2 separate regions of the Gossypium arboreum genome follow, and region 1 is linked to region 2. The links are chromatin contacts, called in public Hi-C maps. All regions are on one chromosome and are shown on one strand. Each heading gives the region's core, a stretch centred on a gene start, on an enhancer-like site or on the middle of the called end of the contact. The rest is flanking DNA. Distances are from core to core; before and after follow the strand shown.

Region 1 (2,700 bases), core at 35-2,534, 130 kb before region 2:
ACAGACTGATAAAGGTAACTGCATCAGGTCTAATATCCTCAAAACCACAATTGATCATCTCCTCAAACAAACTAATTGCATTCTCACTTTGTCCATGTAGTGCAAAACAATTGATTATAGAGTTCCAAGATGTCAAGTTTTTCTTGGAACTCATTTCAAAAATCCTTCTTGCTGTATCTAAGCTCCCACATTTCCCATACATATCTATTAAAGCATTAGCTATGAAACAATCATTATCAATACCATTTCTATAAACGTAACCATGGATTGATTTGCCAAGCTGAAACATCCCAGTGTTTCCACAAGCCGATAAACTGCAAACAACTGTAACCTGATTAGGCCTATTCCCTTCTCCTGTTCCCACCATTACCATCTTTCTCAACACTGAAATAGCCTCAGAAAAGAATCCATTTTGCGTGCACCCTGCAATAACAGCATTCCAAGAAGGAATATCCCTATTGGGCATCTGCTCGAAAAGCGAAACAGCCTTTCCAACATCCCCTACTCTCATATACCCAGAAACCATAGCAGTCCAAGACACAAGATTTCTGTCAGACATTTCATCGAACACGTCCCTTGCAATCCCAATGCACGAACCCGTCCTCGAATAGGAATCAACCAGAGCCGTTTGAACAACTGGGTATTGTCCAAAACCCGATTTTAAAATCTGGGTATGAACCAGTTTCGTGCCATTAGACTCCAAAACCTCAGGAGCTGATTTCAAGACATGAGGGAAAATAAAATTGTTGGGTGCCGGCTTGCCTTTGCGAAGCATGTGACGGTAAAGGACAAAAGCGGAAGTATGGTGGTTGGGGTCAGAGGCATAAGCAGTAATCATGGCAGTGTATAAGTATATATTGGGAGAAGGAAGATGATCAAACAGTAAGCGAGCATAGTAAAAGTTGAAAATCTTGAGTGTGCAAAAGCGAACTAACTTGAAGATGTAGAATTGGGTGTGGGAGTGGCCTTGAGAGATGATGAAGGATTGGAGTTGTTTAAGATGGCTGAGATTAATGCATTTTTCTAGGATTGTTAGGAAGTGTTGGTTCATTTTGAGTTGGCTTAAACCATATATGGAGCATGCATATTTGCTTCTACTGTACAGAAAGAACTGAAGCTTACCCCCTTCGATTATATAAGCCGCCGGCTAACATGGTAGTCGTGGAGAGACCCTTCGTCGTGGCAGCTATATATACGTTTATGGTCTTCGGGAAGAGGATGAATTTTCTTGCCAAAACTCACTCCTCACAAATGATCCCTCTCCTGCAGGTTACAGCGATATATATACGTTTTGTGTAAAAAAAAAAAAGCCATATATATACGTGTTCTTTTTTTTTACGAAAATATATGTACGTTTATTATTCAAGGTTTCTCTTTAAAATTCCAATTGTATTTTATTTACTAGTAAAAATAGGGGTATTTTACCGATAAAGGCCCATTTCCAACTTTTTTTTAAAGAAATAGGCCGATTTTTTAATTATTTACTGGAATAGGCCGAAAACGGGAAAATCGCGTCCACGTCAGCTCGAAGTTAAGGTATTTGCCAGCAAAGCATGTTCCTGAGGAAGCGCTTTGTCCACATCAGCAGAAAACACTTCCCTAAGGACGCGGTTTGTGTTGATGTGGACAAAGCGCTTCCTCAGGACGCGCTTTGCCCGTGTTTTTCAAACAGTCAAAAATTTGACCGTTGGGCCCCCAACGGTAAAAAAAAAAACTATAAAACCCCCTTTCCCCTTGATTTTTTACACAAAAAAGTCCTCATTTCCAAATTCTCTCAAATTCTTCTAAAAATTCTCTCATATTCTCTCAAATTTTTTCAAAGCTCTCTTTAATTTTTGCAAAAAAGCTCTATTTAAAATTTTTTTGAATTAGTTGTATTTTAAATTAAATTTTTGCAATGGAAAGGGAATTAATTCGTCTTGATAATAAACACATCTCTGTCGATCAAATGACAATGGTAAGTGATAATTTTAATATTTCAATATTATTTAATATTTTTTTAATTTATGTAGTTTTAATTAATTTTTTAGTACAATTTAATATTTTTTTTCATTTATGCAATTTTAATTTTAATTTTATAATTTTTTATAACAGTCTGTAGATTGGGTGTTGCAATGCTATATTTGTAATATGTCTGGTCCTTCTTCACTGTTGATAGAGGGTTACCTGCGGGACGCGGGTTTTTGGCACGTGGTCACGATAGGCCGGGGGTGCAAGTTCGACCCGAAACTAATCAGTGCGTTGATAGAGAGGTGGAGACCCGAGACGTACACTTTCTATCTTCCATGCGGAGAGTGTACTATCACTTTAGAAGACGTGGAGTTGCAATTGGGATTGCCGGTGGATAGGTACACGGTCACTGGGTCTGCTTATTCTACTGATTGGGGCGCTATATGTTACGAGCTTTTGGGTGCTATTTCGGACAATATTAACGGAGGTCGGATCGAGATGGGCTGGTTACGAGACACATTTCCGGAGCCGGATAATGATTCGACTGAACTAGAAAGAATACGATATGCTCGGGCATACATTCTTGAGATGATCGGAGGTTATCTAATGCCGGACTTGTCACGAAACCGCGTACATCTGAGATGACTGCTGAAACTCGTTGATTTTAGAGCAGTTGGTGAACTTAATTGGGCGTGTGCCGTGTTAGCAACATTGTGCGGGGAAATGTGCGGGGCGACGCGACTGAACAAA
Region 2 (2,700 bases), core at 190-2,689:
AATATAAAAACTCTTTAAAATTCAAAAAATAAAAATGATTTTAAAAATATAAAATAAAATTTCAAAAATTAATGTTATCTAAACCAGCCAGTTGGATCGAGAACCAGTTGAGGTATCAATTCGGTGAAAGGTAAAAAAATCGGTTGACCTGTGAATCGGTACAAACTGGTTGAACCAAACTAAAAAGTTTGTTGAATTGATTTCAAACTGGTTTGATTAATTGGTTCCCAGAACGACTGATCCGACTGAATCAAAACAAATAAATTATTTAAAATAAAAATATTACAAAAATTATAAATATCAATTCAATTACTAGTTCAATTGATTTTTTAGCCCAATTCTACCGGTGCATACCAATTTGCAGTCAATTGATTTTTTCATTTTTAAAATTTTGTTAGTCTTTAACATGTGAAGTTTATTGTCAACTTGATCCATGCCAAGTACATATATATATTTTAAAAAAAATTTAATTCTTTTCCTTATTGTAAAAAATAAAAATTCAAACTATAATTATAATCTTTTAAAAAATTGAAAAAATAATAATAACAGTTTAAAATTCAAAATAAAAATAAAAGATTTTTAAAACTATAAAAAAATTCTAAAATTTAATTTTATCTAAACCGAGCAGAACTAATTGGATCAAGAACTAATGGGATATTGGTCTGGTGAGAGGTAAAAAACTGGTTGACTCATGAATTGGTATGGATTGGTTAAACCAAACTAAAAAACTAGTAGAACTGGAAATTGAACCTATTTTATAACTTTGATTTTTTTTAAAATAATTTATTTGATTTGAACCAATCGTGTTGGCCGTTTTGAGAATCAATTGGTTAGACTAGATCGAAAATAGTTCAATTGTTCGTTTAACCAATTTTTAGCTTGGTTCAATCAATCTGTACCGATTCGCGAGTCAACCTATTTTTACCTCTCGTCAAATTGATATCCCAACTGATTCCTGATCCGACTGGTTGGTCAGGTGCAGTTTAGATAACATTCAATTTTGGAATATATTTAGAATCATTTTATTTTTCCACAATTTTTAATTTTTTGGAAAAAGTTTTAATTTTTAATTTTATGCTTTTATTTAAAATAAGAAATTTTTTTTTTAAAATTTTTATGTAGTGTAAGGACTGATTGACAAAAATTATAAATATTGAGGGCTAAAAAATTATTTTACCGTTGATACCGTTTAAATGGAGAGATCAAGATTTTTAATAAAAAAATAAAAGATTTAATGTCTCAAAATTAAAGTATAAGGATTAAATTTTAAATTTTGAGAGAGTACAAGATTATAGAATTAAAGTATACGGGCCAAACTAATAACAAAAGAAAGTACAAGGTCCAAACTGATAAAAATAGTTTAGGTACCAAAGTGATAATTTAGCTATAATACAGGGTGAAAAGAGGTGTTAAGCCAAAGATATATTCAGTTTGAAATTTAGAAAATTTTCCTCTTTTATGAGCGAGCCGCATGGACGGCGATGGATACTCCAAATTGCCCATACAAAGTTCCCCCTCTTTATTATCTATCTTTGGCCAAAAAAGGTGAAAGAACAACATAAAATTCCTGTATTTCTTTTCACTTTGTACCTTCTTCTTTGGCCTTCACAATACCAAATCTAATTTGGGCATCTTTAATTCCCATGTTCTTTCTAGGGTTTTGAATTTCCCCCCTCCCTGGTTATCCCTAATTATTCATCAAGTTCCAATTTTCATTGTCTGGGTACTTTTAGATCTCCGTTTTTTTTTTAAAAAAATTTCGGATCCTTTTTTGTTATCGTAAAAAAAAAAAATTCAATGTCACAAGGTTTCTCAATTGAGCTTTACTTCGATCCAGCACTTGAGAACCAGGTCTTAAAAGCTTGGAATGTTTTGGCTCGTCGTCAAATCAGCACTCAGTTAATTGAAATCGAATCAAGGCCTCACATTACTCTCTTTTCAAGCCCTTTTCTCGATCCTGCAAAGCTTGAATCCGTTATAAAGTCCTTTGCTTCAAAGCAAGAACCTTTACCTATTTCTTTTTCTTCAATTGGGGCTTTCCCAAATGAAAACAATGTTCTCTTCCTTTCACCAGCTCCAACAATGACGCTCCTACAATTCCAGGCTCAGGTATGTGAGGCAATTAAAAAAGAAGGGATTGAAATTGGGGAAGAGTTTAAAGCTGATGCTTGGATCCCTTATTGTCCCGTAGCTCAAGAAGTGCCTAAAACAAGAATGGCTGAGGCTTTTTGTGTGTTGAGAGAGTTGAAATTGCCTGTTTCTGGGTATGCAATGGATATTGGATTAGTGGAGTTTTCACCTGTTCGTGAACATTTCTCATTTGGACTTGGGAATACCATAGACACATAGAGATTTGGAAGGTCCATTATACAGTGTTAGTCTTTGCTTTTTCTGTTCATTCTGCTTACTTGATGTGTTGCTAATGTAGATTCTATAATTAGTAAATGTTGGATTCTTAGTTGCAAAGTTTACTTGTTTATCATATCTTGTTTTATTGCTTGCATTTTTTTGTACAAAAGTATGTTTTGATGGGATAACAAATGGATTGGTTTAACTCAAACCTTTTATTTATCTTTTATCCTAGTCTTCTACATAACATGATTGGTGGAAATTGTAAAGGATCCCAATGAATAAATGAGTGCAAAATTACAAGAAGTTAAGTTGCATTTTGCTCTCTCTACTAAAAAATTGGATAAATTA

Evidence for each region. A called contact is a pair of places that touch in the nucleus more often than the background predicts.
Region 1: a Hi-C map of leaf shows a contact between it and region 2, with 2.2 times the contacts expected there. The contact joins the promoter of LOC108488595 here to the promoter of LOC108454746 in region 2. A contact is called at or near these places in 2 of 5 Hi-C or Micro-C datasets (both in leaf).

The regions. Positions count from the first base shown.
Region 1 is chr9:8,481,675-8,484,374 of ASM2569848v2, reverse strand. LOC108488595 (pentatricopeptide repeat-containing protein At1g33350) reads right to left here and starts at 1,284. Exons shown (of 1, transcript XM_017792881.2): 1 at 1-1,284. The coding sequence starts at 1,051. LOC108488075 (protein MAIN-LIKE 2-like) reads left to right here and starts at 2,131. Exons shown (of 1, transcript XM_017792388.1): 1 at 2,131-2,595. The coding sequence starts at 2,131. The coding sequence ends at 2,595.
Region 2 is chr9:8,349,408-8,352,107 of ASM2569848v2, reverse strand. LOC108454746 reads left to right here and starts at 1,439. Exons shown (of 2, transcript XM_017753304.2): 1 at 1,439-2,374. The coding sequence starts at 1,798. The coding sequence ends at 2,349.